Linked DNA regions of Danio rerio: region 2 is linked to region 1. The links are chromatin contacts, called in public HiCAR-type maps. All regions are on one chromosome and are shown on one strand. Each heading gives the region's core, a stretch centred on a gene start, on an enhancer-like site or on the middle of the called end of the contact. The rest is flanking DNA. Distances are from core to core; before and after follow the strand shown.

Region 1 (7,817 bases), core at 2,315-4,814:
GATGCACATTTGCCTCATAGTTTAATATCTCAATACACAGACCCTTCTACTGCACATCAAGAAGTGTATATACAATTCTGGCAGTATACAGGGGGTAAATAGCGTAAGACCTACTGTCACGGTTACTTAATAATCTGACAAAGTTTTTGGCATCCTGACGAACTGTGAAGTTCATTACATATGCTTATTTCACTGCTGTTTAGATCAAATATTCTGTTACGATTATATCTGCGCTCTATTTAGTGCGTAAGGCACCGATAGCATCAGTCATGTGACATAATATTTAATAATTGATAAATGAATGGCACTGCTTTGAAGTTCAAACTATGTTCCTTTGAATTTAGTATGAACTAAATAAAAACATTTATATATAATTCAAAACTTAGGGGGAAAACTGACGAACGTATGAAAGATTCAAAGATGTCTGCATGATCTTGTCAGAAACAGTCATTAAAAAAAACTGTTTTTGATGAAACTCAAGTGATATGATTATAATGAAGGAGAAACTAGGGTTCATTGTCACAAGGATACTATATGCAGCAGTGGTGGAAAGAGTACTGAAAAGTCATACTCGCGTAAAAGTATTAAAACTTGCCCAAAAATGTGGTGCAAGTAGAGTAAAAGTATGTGTTGTAAATATCACTGAAAGTATGAGTAAAAAGTAGCCCTTTTAAAAGTAGTGAGTGTTACACTGTGAAAAGTTGATGCGTTTACATGCAGTTTGTCCAGGGATGTGTAAACATAACATACTGTAGTGCATTTAGTGATCTTCCTATATTCCTTCTTTCCTTCCATTGTTTGTTTGTTCTGTCCTTCCTTTATTCATTTGTTTGTCCCTTTATTCATTTGGCCCTTCCTTCGTTCCCTCATTCATTCATTAATTTGTTCCTTCATTCTTTTTTCCTTCCTTCATTTGGTCCTTTGATCATTCATTCATTCGTCTTTCCTTCTTTCGTTCCCTAGTTTGTCCTTCTAGGAAGTCCTTCCTTGAATGCTTCTTTCGTTCATTTGGTCCTTTCTTCCTTCATTAGTTCAGTCCATCCTTCCTTCATTATTTAGTTGTTCAGTTCTTGAATCCTTCCTTCATTCATGTGGTCCTTCCTTTCTTCAATTGTTCAGTACTTCCTTACTTCCTCCTGTCCTTCCTTTCCTTCTTTGTTTCTTAGTTTGTACAGTCCTTCCTTAAATCCTTCCTTCATTTATTTGGCCCTTTCTTTGTTCACTTATTCATTCATTCCTTCATTCTTTTTTCCTTCCTTCATTTGGTTTTTTGTTCTTTCTTTCATTCATTCATTCATTCGTTTCTTAAACTGTTTAGTTCTTCCTTGAATCCTTTCTTTCATTCATTTGGTCCTTCCTTCATTAGTTCAGTCAATCCTTCCTTCCTTTCTTCGTTCCTTAGTTTGTTCAGTCCTTCCTTGAATCCTTTCTTCATTCATTTGGTCCTTCCTTTCATTCCTTGTTGTTCGGTCCTTCCTTTAATCGGCCCTTCCATCCATTCTTCATTCGTTCCATTTAGTGATTGTTTAAAGTGATTTAGTGCTTTCAGTCAGCATACAGTCGACATCCTTCATTTTCTCATCAGTGACTTGCAGTCTATAAACAGTCTCTGGGTCATAGCGTGAAAAGATTTTGAACATCTTTTTAGACATTTTTTTAATGCTTTCAAAAGGTTTGCTGCATTTATAAAGTGCCCATGCCTTGAGGTTGTTCAGTAGGACGGTATTTACTTTCTATGTGTGATTTGATTGAACAGGAATCACAGGACTGATTTTTCTACTTTCGCCAATCACCATAGACAAGAAAGAAATAAAGTAGTGACTGCAGTTTAAAGGAAAATAGTGGAATAAAAAAAATGTACAGGGAAAGTAAAAAAAAAAAAAAAAAAAAAATGTTCTCAAGGGAAAGTAAAGTACACATTTTTAAAAACTACTTAGTAAATTGCAATTCCTGAGAAAAGTCACTCAGTTACAGTAATTGGAGAATTTGTAATTTGTTACTTTACACCACTGATATGCAGTATGTCAGAACTGTGTGATTCCTAATTCGAGCCTTTGTTAATGGGCTTAAATTAGTGTAACTTTTAATTTCATTCAGTCATTCATTTTCTATTGGCTTAGTTCCTTTATACTTCAGAGGTTGCCCCAGCGGAATGAACCGCCAAATTATCCAGCATATGTTGTACGCAGCGGATACCCTTCCAGCTGCAACCCAGTACTGGGAAACACCCATACACTTTCACATGCTCACACATATCGTGTCCCCCAACTTTAATTTAATTTATTTTACTTTTAACATTTTTTAAAAGATTAGCAATAAAATAGAAATACATAATGCTTATTATAATGAATAAAACAGTTATAATTATAATTATAGTGTATTACATTACAATGTAAAAAAGAAATATATCGTAAAATAGGCAATTATTATATTCATTATGATTAATTTGCTATTTAATTTATTTTACTTTTTAACATTCTATCCTCCATATTATTTGTTTCTGTCTTTGTTTAGCAAAAGCTTTTTGAATGCACATTAAAATCAATGTTCTACATTAGGCAAGGGTTAACAGCATAAAACATATACTTTAAGATAAATATAAGACAGGTAAATGTTTTCCTACTCATATCAAGTGCAGATAGATAATCATATTTTAAATATAATCAATATAGGATTATCTATCTAAATTTTATATAAATAGGAAAACATGTCCCTGTTTTATATTTACCTTAAAATATTTATTTTATGCTGTTAACCCTTGCCTAATGTATAATAAATTATACAAAAAGTTATAATTTTTTGTACATTTACGCTATGCAGATATCGGCTATATTCTTCATAGCATAAATTTACAAAAAAAAAAACAGAAAATAAAAACAGAAATATTTTTAACAATAGGCTGTTATTATATTTATTATATTTTTTTAAATATTTTTGTAGCCAAGACTTTGTATATATGTACAGATAATGACTTTAATTAAAGTATACCTTAAATACGAGTCATATAAGAGTGACTAGTCTCAGCGACCACCATACAATAAGATAAAAGCTTCTCAAAGCAAGTTTCATGACAAGTAGTTTTGTGGTTTATCATGAATGAGTAACAGTTGTTGCCAAGATTGAGACAGCGTGTGTGTGTGTTTGCGTGCGCGCGCAATAAACAGGTGCACGCGTCAAACTTTCCCCGCCCCCACTCACACTGTAAAATAATACATAATTTGACGCTAGGTTCAGTTTGCGTATCTACCGTTGCACTTAATGACTGTTTTATGCAAACAACCTTGCTTCCTCTGAGCTGTCAATCAATACAGACACCGAAGAAGTGTTCGTGCTCACGGACAGGTTGATCGGTGACCGTTTCGGACAGGCAGCAGCGCCACGGGGAGCGCGTGGTGTGAGGGGCGGGAGTTGGCCAGAGACGGGGGTCTGAGCGCCAGAGAGAGAGGTATAGGAGCCAGAAGGTAATGTCGTAAAGCCGAGTGTCGTAAACCAGGTGCAGGGAGGGGAGGTGGAGTAGAAGGGAGGGAGGGGAGGTGTGGGGGCGAGAGGAGGTGACTCTCCAGCAGCATTTAGACACAGCGAAAGGATCATGGCGGATGGCCCCAGGTGTAAGCGCAGAAAGCAGGCGAACCCGAGGAGGACAAACGGTGAGTAAAAACCCTTCGCTTTGATTGGCGACGGCTGATTTCATTCAACTCTGGACTCCGGGCCGCTGGCAGAACTTCTCGAGCCCTTCAAAGTGCTGGAAAGTAGCGCTGTGTTATAGCCCCTATCTGGTGTACCGTTATACCTGCCGCGCTCGCGACTCTCTCTCCGCCTAGCGGTACAGAGCGCGAGCGCGGACCGTTATTCGCAGCCAGTCCCATACAAGTGACTCTCGCTTTTGTTTCCCCTTTTATTCCCCTTTGCCTCGAGTTCACTTTGTTAAGCTTTCTGATCAAAACAGATACTTAGGATTGGGTCTGTTTCTCGTCACTGCTGGCTTTTCCTCTTTAGATTCGACCGAACTGAAACTTATTTTCTCGCTCAAAATGTACCTGTTTGGTCCGATGCGGCGGATTTGGTTTCACACGAAACAGACTGAGCGATTGAAGTGGGGAAACGCTTTCATAAATACATGTTTGAGAACAGACCGCTTGTTCGGGAGGATTTTGTTTTATTTTCGTTAACTGCAAACTTTGTTTAGTGTATCTGCAATGGGGCTGTTCCGCTGTCTGTGTGGTAGCAGGTAGCTAGCGGCTAGCAGAATCCTAAAAATAACCTTTGATGGTAAACATTTTAGCTTATGGAGATGGATAAACATGTTTATATCGCCGAGGTGACAGTTTGACTTGTTTACTTCCTACGCAACAGCTACAAGTCGCACTTTTGTCATCCAGCTGAACAGAAAGTGCCTGATAACAGCAGCACGCTGCTCTCCGGTGCCGCTGCAGTAGAAAAGGGGGCATGTATTCAGTTCGCGGTGATGTTTGACAGGAAAGTTTCTTCTTGAAGTTTACAAAGCACAAAATAAGGGTGTGTTTATGCAACAGTCCTGCCAGTCTATAGGCGTCCCCGCGGGATTCGGAGCACGATGCCAGTTAAAGCAACCTGTTTGTGCAGCCAGCCTGCCACATTTCTAGTTGGGTGGTAACGCTGAGGAGAAAAGGAAAGGAATCTGAAGGGCTGTCTGCTGCTAGAACAACTGCTGCAGCCTATATAAGGAATGCGTATACATCCCGAGCAGCGCAGACAATCCTGATAAATCGCTCTGCTGCAGCTGGACTTACTGCACTGACACTTTATTTGTTTTGGGGACTTTATGCATCCGCTTTGTAACGCAGCGTCCTTAACTGTGTAGTTTTCTGTGTGGTGGATAACTTACTACTGTACTGGCGATTTGCGATCTTGAAATATGACTATTTACCTTGCATCTTGTGCATAGCAGAGGTTTAGACGTCAACCTAACTAAATTCACTGAGGAAATCGATAACGAGAAACGTGAGGCGTGCTTCACCTCTTGCGCGCGCGTGAGATAAGGCAACATTAACTAAAAACATCGTTTTCATTCAAACAAACTCGCTCCTTTTCGATTCAAGTGCATAGTTAATTTTTAAGATGCTTAAGCAGACGCTAGTGAAGAAAGAGACTTTTCCTCAGGCTGACGCCATGCGCGCGCCATGTAGCGGTTCTCTCAGCACGCGCGTGTGTGAGCGACCTGTAAATATGTGTCTACCTGATCGGACAGGAGGACAAAAATGTCACTTAGGTTTTTCATAAATGTCATCTGACCATCTTGCTCGTTTTTTGCTACCTGAACTTGCTGACAAGGAAGGAGTCGTTGTTTTTCACTCTGTGAGATACATTGTCTCGTTTTGAAAGCAGACGGGAGGCGTTTCTCGTGCGTTGCAGCAAATGTCAACTTGTGCAGGTATACCAACGATGTCTGTGTAGTGTTTTTCGCATGCCTTCTCACTCTCAGCTGTTGTCGTTTGTTTTTAACTGTTGAACGGATGGATGCCTGTTATCATTCGGCTTTCTATAGCGCTTGCTCCTAAAGCACAGCCTGAGCAAAGAGCATCCTCGGTACAGTTTCTGGAGCATCGTTCGTGATCATTTACCTAGCGATAAAAGCATAGGCGTGTTCTTAAACGGTTAAACCTGAAAAGATTTTACACCATGAGGCTTGAGGGTGATTTTGTTGCGCTTTTCTGCCGTGTTGGATTGAAATAAGTGCTTTGTCATGGGGCGTTTGGCAATGCTCACCGCACTGCAGGTATCTGAACGCAGAGACGCACCTGAACCGTGCGTCAGCAACTTGTACTTGAACATCTCCACTTATTGGTATTGTTGACATATTATGTCATGATTATGTTAATCGTTATCTTTGTGTGTTTAATAAAGCTTGCGTTATCATTTTAAGCTCAAAACAAAATGTTTTTGTTTAAGAAACAAAGCAAAAAAGCAAAAAAAAAAAAAAAAAAAAAAAAAAAAAAAAAAAAAAAACAGGTTGAGCAATTAAACATAGGCTGTAGCTCTACGCATCCTGACCGTTAATTATCTGAAGTCACGGGTTGACCTAGGAGCGCACCCGCCGAGTATCAGCGCTCCCGGTGCGTGATCAACGCTCCCTGAGAGTGCGCGTCCCTGCGTCATTAGCATACGCCCCTCCCCCTCCGCGCCCCCGTGAGGAGTGTTGATCAGACCGTGTATAATTGGAATGTGGCCGCCTGAGTGCTTCACCGTTTGGTGTAAAGGCCAACAGTAAATGTTCACTGGAGGCATACTGTCTTCTAGATAGATTCATTCTGTGTTTACAAGACTTACCTTTGCTTTAATTACTATAATCAAGATGAATTGAATGTTTTTATTTCAACTCACTTTACAACTATTTTAATTCAGCCAAGGAGGCCTTGATGTTTGAATCCTCTACTAAAGAATGTGAACGGTACTGTTTGTATATAACATCTTCTGCTCTAATTATAATTCAGACAACCTTTACCGGCTTAACAATCCCACATAATTAAAAAAAATCTCCCTTAGGTCTTTTGAGATGTTGCTTGTTGCTCTTATCAGTATAGGCCTAATTGTTGGCAGCATCGCAGTGCTGATAAATCACAGATGGAACAAGTTGCAGCAATGAGATGAGTGGTTACACATGCACATAAATATATGTGCTTGAAACTGCAAAAGTGAACAAACTGGATATATATGTCAATTAATAATTTCCAAAACAATCACGTTTACACAGTGTACTGACTACGGAAAAGTTTAACTTTGAGTTTTAAAAGCTTCTGATACAGATAATAACACTATAAAATGATTTTCATTCATTATTATAATAGCATGCTGGACTAATACTGTCACTGTATGGCATGGCATCTTGAGCAGCACAAACACATTCTTGTAATCTCTTGTTGAAGTGGTTGTCTATTAGTAGGGCCAGAGAGAATCTGCAGATATCTATTGCTATTTCTGTGGAGAATTTTGAAAAATATTTGTGGATTTATGTGGAATCATTTTATGAGTATCATAACTAAAAACTAAATATATATATTTTTTACTTTTATCTAATGTTTACAATGCGAATCCAATTAGATCAACTTACTTGGTAAACAAAGCAAGTCTCTCATGTAATAGATCTACTAAAAGATAGAAAATATTACTTTACAAACTGCATTGTAAATAAATTATAAGAACATTTTAATATTACTATTATTATATCACAATAATATTAGTGAAATTAATTTAAAAACTGAATAAATGTAAATTTACACACATTTACACGTGTAAATACATCTCAACGATGGGCTAAAAATTTGCAGAAATCTGTGCATTTCTGTGCGTGCAGATTCCGTGTGGCCTTATCTATGCATGCAGTAACATAATTCATAATTCACTACATTACATTTGTGTAATTAACTTAAATTAAGTCAATACCTGTATAATTTAAGACCAAAATGTATGTAAGACCCCTCAAATGCAGCTGTCATGTAAATTATGTCCAAAACACACACACACAAAAAAGATAGGGCCGAATTTATTTTTAGTTGAAAACAAAGTATCATAACTTCAGTATCATAACTTTCTTCTGCTTGAATGTTGAAAGATTTGATTCAAATCTGATATCATAATAAAAAAAAGTCTATTTAACGTTTATGTAAATATATATTTTTAAAGATTATTAAAAGTTTATAAAGGTAACAGTAGTTGTTTAAGAACTGTAAAATATTTTTATTTTATTTTTATGCTCATATGACTTTCATTTACGGATTAGTATCATCCAAGTAAACATGCAATATTAAAACCATCCTGACAATTATTATATATATATATAT
Region 2 (7,817 bases), core at 1,772-4,271, 180 kb before region 1:
ATCAGAAGAGGAGTTATTTTATTCTGGGATATCACTGTGAATGCTGTTCTTTTGAATTATCTGCTCATCAAAAAACTGAAAATAGCAAACTTTATTTAAACTAACAATAAAAATAAATGTCTTGAGCACTAAATCAGCGTATTAAGATGGTTTCTGTGACACTGAAGATCTCACCTTTTTCGCCTCTTCTCATCAAGCTCTAACTTGGCATGTCTTTTCAGGAAAACGCTGTCATCAAGACTCTACACAAAAAAAAAAAACAATTAATGACAGTGAACATCATAGCCAAGATTCCTGTTCAACACAATTGACGAGTCTTACTTCAGGGAGATCAGCTGCATCCTCCTCCTTCAGGGGTTCCATAATGTTTTCCCTCCACGATGGTACTGGGAAAATAGTTTTCACATAACAATTAGTAAACCAGCGTTTAAATAAGGCATTCTGTATTTGAACCAGAAACTTACTTGCAACATCCTCTTCTTTCTTAGGACAATCTTCCTGTAATGATGAATCTGGAGGCTCCCAGCAGCATAAGTACATTTCAGTGGTTGTCATGTAAGGAAGTTCATCTGCTTCTTTGCTGCTTCCTTCCTCTGCATGCTGGTCTGTCTTTCTGGACGATTTCCCAGTGCTTGCCTTCTCTGGGGTCTCCTTGCTCCGCAGCTCACGCTGACATGGCGATGGCCCTCTTGTGTCTGATTTTTGGGGAGTTGTCCTTGAGGACTTGCCTCTTGACCTTTGCGTCTTTGTTTCGGTTGCGCTTAATTTTCTAGATTAGTGATTACAGCTCAAATCAGCCAAGGCAAAACCAGTTTATGACCAAACAATTGATTTGAAAAATAAAAATCACAGAAAAAATGACAATTAAAAATAGCCTATTCTTACCGCTTTTGCACTTTGCCACTTGACTTGGATGCCTGAGTTTGTGGGCTGTCGCCTAAATCTGATTCCCAAAAGTCATCGGTGTCTGGAACCCATCTCTCTAAAGGCTGGAAGAGCCTCTTGTCACGTGGTTCCTTGCTTAACAACTGCAAACGACGTTCCATTCGCTCAATGCGGGCAAGCAGCTGTTTGAAAGAAGATCACATTCAACAGAAATAAAGTGAAAATTGTTGCAAGTACAAGCAATAAGCCAAAATCATATTATCAATCAAATGTTGGGGCCAGATTCAGCATAATACCTGTAATCTTCAGTATGACACGATCCTTAGAAAAATCATTCAATATGCAGATTTGGTGTCATGTTTGGATTATATTTAGACAACGCAACCCCAATGTTTTAACTTCAAAGTTGTTGCTCATATTTTGTGGAATAATCTTGATTTTAGTCACGAAGGTTTTCTGTACTCTTCTAAGAATTTGAAATTTGGGGAATCAAATCATTAATATAAACAAACAGCTTTTATTTGACATGGGTTTTCTGACACTTTTGATCAACCGATTGCATTTTCTGCTCAAAAAAAGTTCTAACCCTAAGTGCACATACCGTGTCTCTGTCTGATTTGAGTTCATCTATTTCCTTGTCCTTAGACTGCAGCTGTTGCTGTTGTTGCTCGATCAAGTCCAGTTGAAGCAACAGCAGTTGTTTAAGGCAAGTGGCTTGTGCATGAGGATTACCACTGATCTTCTTCATATTGGTCCTTTTACCCTCGGAGTGTTCGTGAGATGACCCCATAGTCTCTTTAGCATTTTTCTCACCAACAGGGTCTCTAGAATTAATATGAGAATTCATGGATACAAACTCTGGCTTGTTATCAATGGCGTTGGTCTGTCCAAAAGGAGTTTTACTTTTTACAGGGGTGCCTTCACCCCCCATTTGTTTAGCTTGAGATGACAGTGTTTCTGTGCCCACAGAGCCAGCCTCTGAAGCCACGATCAACTCTCTGCCAGGCTTTGAAGGCAATGAAGCCCGTTCTAAGTTCTTTTGCGAGATCAGATGTTCTCTAGTGTCGTCTGGTGTGTCACATAGAGGATCTCTGAGCTCTCTTTGGACACTAACTGGATGTCTTGTTTGAGATGGGCTGAAGTCACACTTCTTTGAGTACAATCCTGCTTTAGAAAAGCATTCGGGTCGCATATTCATGGCGAAGGAAAACCTCTACACGATGAACCATGGCTCCAATAGAGGCTTGTCTGCAGACTTGAAAAACATAAATCGTAAAATAAGAATCAAGAAAGCAAAATGATAATTGATAGTTGCAAATGTTTGTTTCAAGATCCCACTGAATGCATTGCAATTATGAAAACTGCACACAAAATAACGCAGGCTTCCTGTCTATGTTTGCAACATGACTTCCACTACAAGGTTATATAAACCCACTCCGTGATCAAATATTGAAAAAAGCACCAAACGCAATCACATACTAGACAGCCATAAATGTTCACTGTCCAAATCAGATCACTGAATCTCACTACCGATAAAACATGCACGCACTTATTATACCAAACGTTACAGCTAGACGTGGTTTGGTTTTCGGTTTATGGTTCAAGAGGCACGAACCATTTTAACTTGAGCTAATAATAAATAGCCTGCCTCCATTTTGATCCTGATGCTAGCTAGCCGCTGTTAGCAAACGAGGTGCTAATATACCAAATCGTTTTCGTTATACTGCGAGTTTGCCAGCATTCTATACTACATGTCTATGTCGGATTTGCAAAAACCAATAATCAGAACAAACAGGTCCCAAATGAGCGTTCTATCCTACTTTTATTGCTGTTTGTCCCCCATTTTCAGGCTCGAATCTGCACAATGTCCCAATATACGAGTGCGTTTGTCTCAGTGCGCATGCGTTTTGTCAGGACGTGTTTACATTCAAAGTGATGGGGTTTGCGAGCAATATTAAAGGTAAAATAAGCATACACACGTTTATAAACATTCGTATCGTGTACGGTTTTCTTTGCGTATTGAATCTGGCCAAGATAGTGAATATATGTTCGGGAAAGTAAGTATATGGGAACGTATTTGTCTGGCGGAGGCAAAATACGGACCATACCGTACACACTTGGGGAGAAAACCTCGCCAACGTCATTTCCTCTGACGTTTTGGCACTCCTTCATTTCTAACTTTATTTACCAATGTTTAATAACAGTGCTTTGCCAAGTGCTTATTTTGTAGCGATTTGGTTTTCTACGTTTTTTAAACCTATGTATTAGCCATAAGTGGATGAGAGTTGGAAAAAATACATTTAGTGAAATATCATGTAGAATAATTTTGTTTACACATGTTGTTTATTGACTTTTGTTTGCCATAAATGCAATAGAGATAGGCCCATAGCCAGCCTAGTGAAAAGGCTGGTTCTTTTTTCCCAAAATGTTGACTTTTTTGCAGTTATTCGATTTAATTCATGAGATTTTTTTCTATTTAATTATAAGATTTAAATTCTGCATTTTAGCGACATTGTTTTGCTGGATTAGCTTGTCTGATTGTCACTTTTTAATGGACCAAAACATTTTCTAAAGATTTAAAATAAAGATATATGAAGGGCATTTATTTTAGGCTACTTTGTATCAGGGGGAAAATAGGAATCTGTTAAAGTTTAAAGATGCTATTGTTATTTATTAGGCGAATAACAAACTGGCCAGCACATTCAACTGTCCTCAGTCTCAGAATGTAATGTGTTTTTTTTCTTTTAAGAATAAGGTCCAAGATTTAGAATAAAAGTTACTTATAGAGTGTTTTCTCTATATCAACAAATGAAAGTTGACTTTTGCATCACAATCCACTTGGTCTTAAGGAATTTTTCGATGGGTTATTTTGATAACTTATGATGGCATAACAAGTCTAATAGGACAAATGAGCTATTGTATGGGATAAATTCTGGACCTTCGTCAGTGGGGGGTGGGGAAACTCTGTTTACGGGCCTGAGAGAAATTACTGCAACTTTGTAACTGTATGTTTGTGCGTATGTTTGTGTGTGTGTGTGTGTGTGTGTGTGTGTGTGTGTGTGTATGTGTGTGTCATTGGTGTTTCCCAATTAGGCCATTGCCTGAGCAAAACAATTGTCTAAAAAGTGTTGCTGAAACGAATTTCAGTAATTTCTTTAGTTCAGCTGTAAAATATGTAATGTTATTTAGAAATGTATATTTCACACGGACTTATTATCTAAACATATACAATTTGTTTTCATTAGGAGCATGTATTTACTGTTTTTTCCTTGTGTGTTATTAGTTTAACCAGCAGAGGGAGATGTAGTACAGTTCATTAACATTTTCTAACGCTTTTTCTCTTGTCGCCGAGATTCATTCGCAGCCTAAATGCTGTGTGTACATAATTATTTTATAATGACTAGGCCCCAACCTCACTGACAAAGGTCCAGAATGTGTCCCATACATGAGCTCATTTGTCCTATTTTGACTGCTATGCCATCATAAATAGTAAAAAATTACCTATTGAAAAAGACTTTAAGACCAAGCAGAATCGTGGTGTGACTTAAGCTAATCAGTTTTGGCCAATGCAAACAATTGTTTTTATAAGTCAAACTGTGCAAGAAAACATCTGACATAAGAGAAGTCATCTTTCTTATTTTCATCTTTCTTATTGTTTTTGAATAGAGAAAACATTTAACAAGTAACTTACTCTAAACCTTGGACCTTATTCTTGAAAGAAAGCAAGACCAATAAAAAAGCGTGAAGCACCAAAAGCAGCCCATATTACAATAAGTTGAAACACTATTTTAGCCATTGTTGTTATCCATTAATTTTTTAATAAACTTTTTTTACAAGTAAACTTTTTTTTCCATCTCTGGGAAACACCCATACACATTCATTCACATTAACTACGGCCCATTTAGCTTACCCAATTGACCTGTACCATGTCTGTGGACTGTGGGGGAAACTAGCACATGGAAGAAACCAACACGTGCCAACACGGGAAGAACATGCAAACTCCACACAGAAATGCCAACTGACCCAGCCGAGGCTTGAACCAGCAACCTTTTTGCTGTGAGGCGATTGTGCTACCCATTGCGCCACCGTGCTACCCCTTTAATGATATATGATGTAATAAATTTGTATTTAAAAAATAAACATGTTGTCATGTTTCTTTAATCTAAATATTTAGGAAATATTTTGGTAAATCAAAAAGAGCGATTTGAACAAGCTAATTCAGCTAAAATGTCACCTAAATGTGGTATTTAAATCTCTTAATTAAAAAGAAAATGAGGTGAATAACTGCAAAAAAGGTCCACTTTTTGAGAAAAAAACACCCTTTACACCAGGCTGGCTACTGGCCTGAGTTAATTAAGTTAGGTTCAACAGTTCCCTCTGATGGAAACTACATTACATGACAGATCAGGGATAGATGTGCTCTCCCCCTCTCTCTCTCTCTCTCTCTCTCTCTCTCTCTCTCTCTCTCTCTCTCTCTCTCTCTCTCTCTCTCTCTCTCTCTCTCTCTCTCTCTCTCTCTCTGTATTTGTCTAAAAACTTAAGCTCATTAAATCACTTGACTTATGTAATCTGTTGATCTAAGGTGACTAAGGCTAATGTAGATCACATCATTGTATTTATGAGTTTGTGTGTTCACAGGCTGTTTTTGTTCATATTGTAACTTCCTTTAAACAGAACGAAAAAGAGAATGAGAGACAGAGATGTGGAGTGTAAAACTCGAACTGACTTTATCACAGTTTGCAAAATCCAAGTTTGTGTTAGTACTCAAAATAAGTCTTGGAGTGTGTTCATACTTGGCAGGTTCTATTTAAGTGAAGTTCATTTATAAACTAATTTCGAGAGAAGAATATACTTATGACTGATCACAGCTCGACCCACGATTTTCCAATCAGATGATTCCTATTTGATTTATTTCACTATAAATAACCATGGTCCTTATACCGCAGTTATCTTCATCGTGAAAAATCCCCCGTCCTTCCGTATTCCTCTTGCACTTTTTTTCTTAGATTGGGCGGCCCGGCGGCCATGTGGTTAGCACTGTTGCATCACAGCAACAACATTGCTGGTTCTGGTCCTTGCTGGACTGGTTGGCATTTTGTGTGACGTTTGCATGTTTTCCCCATGTTGGTGTGGGCTCCCCGGTTTGCTCCCACCATCCAAGGACATGTACGTAATCTGACCAAACCAAATTGGCATTATAATCATGTTCCTATAGCCAACAGTATTTTTCCTCATAAAGCAATTTGTTATTAGCCCCAAATAAGCAGGGGAGTTCTGCTCACGGGAGGAAGCTCAGGGCTTGAGGATCTATTGAGCTCAGGGCTCCCTCCTGCGCAGCATGCCAAACACGATTTATAATCAATCATCAGCTAAGTGTGAACTCTTGAATTAAAACAAAACTCTCTCTGTTATATTGAAAATGAATTAGACTGTAGAAGTGTTGTATTTTTCATTTTATTTATTTTTTGCTGTTTTGCAACAATGATAATTTTATACTAAATAGATTATAAGATATCAACAAAATCATCGTCATCTGGCTATCCCTCTGGCAAGTTGAGAATGATGGTCTTTCTTATTATGATTATTAATAAAGCTGAATGTTTAAGAGGCTGGGTTATAGGATGACCTTAGTGTCATCCCACGTCAGAGTTAAACTGAAACAATATGTGTCATTGCTTTTCTGTATACAAAATGATTTGCTTCCTCAGGATCTACCTAGCCAGGTCAGAGGTCATGGAGACCTCTCGAGTAGACCTGGACTCTTGAAGAATTGGAAACAACTGTTTATATTGTTATTTGCTATGTGTTAATTATGTCTAAAGTGATATTTGCCATTTTAAATCTGTATTAAATCTTTTAAAGTTAATGTTTTCACGTAAGCTGCCAGTTTGGATGTAGATTATACTGGTTTTTGACCAGTTTTGATAAAAATGTCTGAGAGTACTATCAGCCTTGGCTTAGAAACAGATTGTACTTTGAGTGTGTGTGTTCTATTCGATTGTGGATCCTTTCACAGGTCTGGGGTCAGCTATGAACAGCCTAGTGGCTGTCTGATGTTTGTATGCTTGAGATATTGAGATATTGTTCAGAGTTGGACACATGCAGCCACAAGGAAATTTTTGAAGTCTATCAGTGTTTTATACACCTGTATGTTATTCGGTTAAAGCCCCTATATGTATGACACAGTTAATGACGTTATGTAAATGTATAATTGTTAATGTTTTGTGATCGTAAGCAGAGCAGCCTATGAACTCTATTGCGTATGTTGAAGCTGGTTTCAGCTGATAAGGCTGCAAACTATCTTTAGTAAATTTCTTAAATTGAATCTCTGACTCCGGCTCTGCTTCAATTGAGAGACTGACCATTTTTGGGTTAAAACTGTGAAACGTCCCTACAGTTGTTCCTCCGGGGAGTGATGTCCAAGGTTGTTTCTGTTCCTCCTTCTGGTGCCGTCTTTTTATTTATTTTTTTGTTGGATTCTGCGATACATTTGTTCTCAAACTTTGCTGTACCTTCACTGACGATGGATCTCCATTTGATGATGTTTGCTCTTTTTCAGTTCAGAGTAGAAGATCTGCTTAGGGAGACGATCATCAGACATTCGCACTAGGTGACCTCAGCTGGATTTTGATGATACAGGCTTCAGTGCTGGGCTGTCTTGCCTCATGTACGCTGACATTTGTTCTTCTGTCTTTCCATCAACAAAATACAAACAACAAAAATACCAATACAGATAACAAATTCAACAGATAACAAAAGCATTGCATGATTTGTAGATAAACAATGGTAACCACAAATAAACTATGGTTTTGGTTAACCAACCAATAGTTTTTGTGGTGATATTGTGGTTATTCAAACAGTATTTGCAGTTATTGCAAAATGTAACCCTTCAGAGTGATTAAAGCCTGTCACAGAAGGAGGACCTAGACAAG

The links. HiCAR-type assays count read pairs that join an accessible place to other places.
Region 2: a HiCAR-type map of caudal fin shows a contact between it and region 1, with 5 times the contacts expected there. The contact joins the promoter of msl1b here to the promoter of zeb1b in region 1. A contact is called at or near these places in 1 of 18 Hi-C or Micro-C datasets (hematopoietic stem cells) and 2 of 4 datasets of contacts at active chromatin or transcription factors (caudal fin and gastrula embryo).

What each region holds. Positions count from the first base shown.
Region 1 is chr12:28,647,621-28,655,437 of GRCz12tu, reverse strand. zeb1b (zinc finger E-box binding homeobox 1b) reads left to right here and starts at 3,564. Exons shown (of 8, transcript NM_131709.1): 1 at 3,564-3,647. The coding sequence starts at 3,590.
Region 2 is chr12:28,831,496-28,839,312 of GRCz12tu, reverse strand. It overlaps msl1b (MSL complex subunit 1b), which reads right to left and starts at 3,021. Exons shown (of 9, transcript XM_686625.11): 1 at 2,706-3,021; 2 at 1,487-2,140; 3 at 886-1,067; 4 at 465-769; 5 at 322-386; 6 at 175-242. The coding sequence starts at 2,083. LOC141376811 (a long non-coding RNA gene) reads left to right here and starts at 2,786. Exons shown (of 4, transcript XR_012388034.1): 1 at 2,786-2,845; 2 at 7,445-7,552.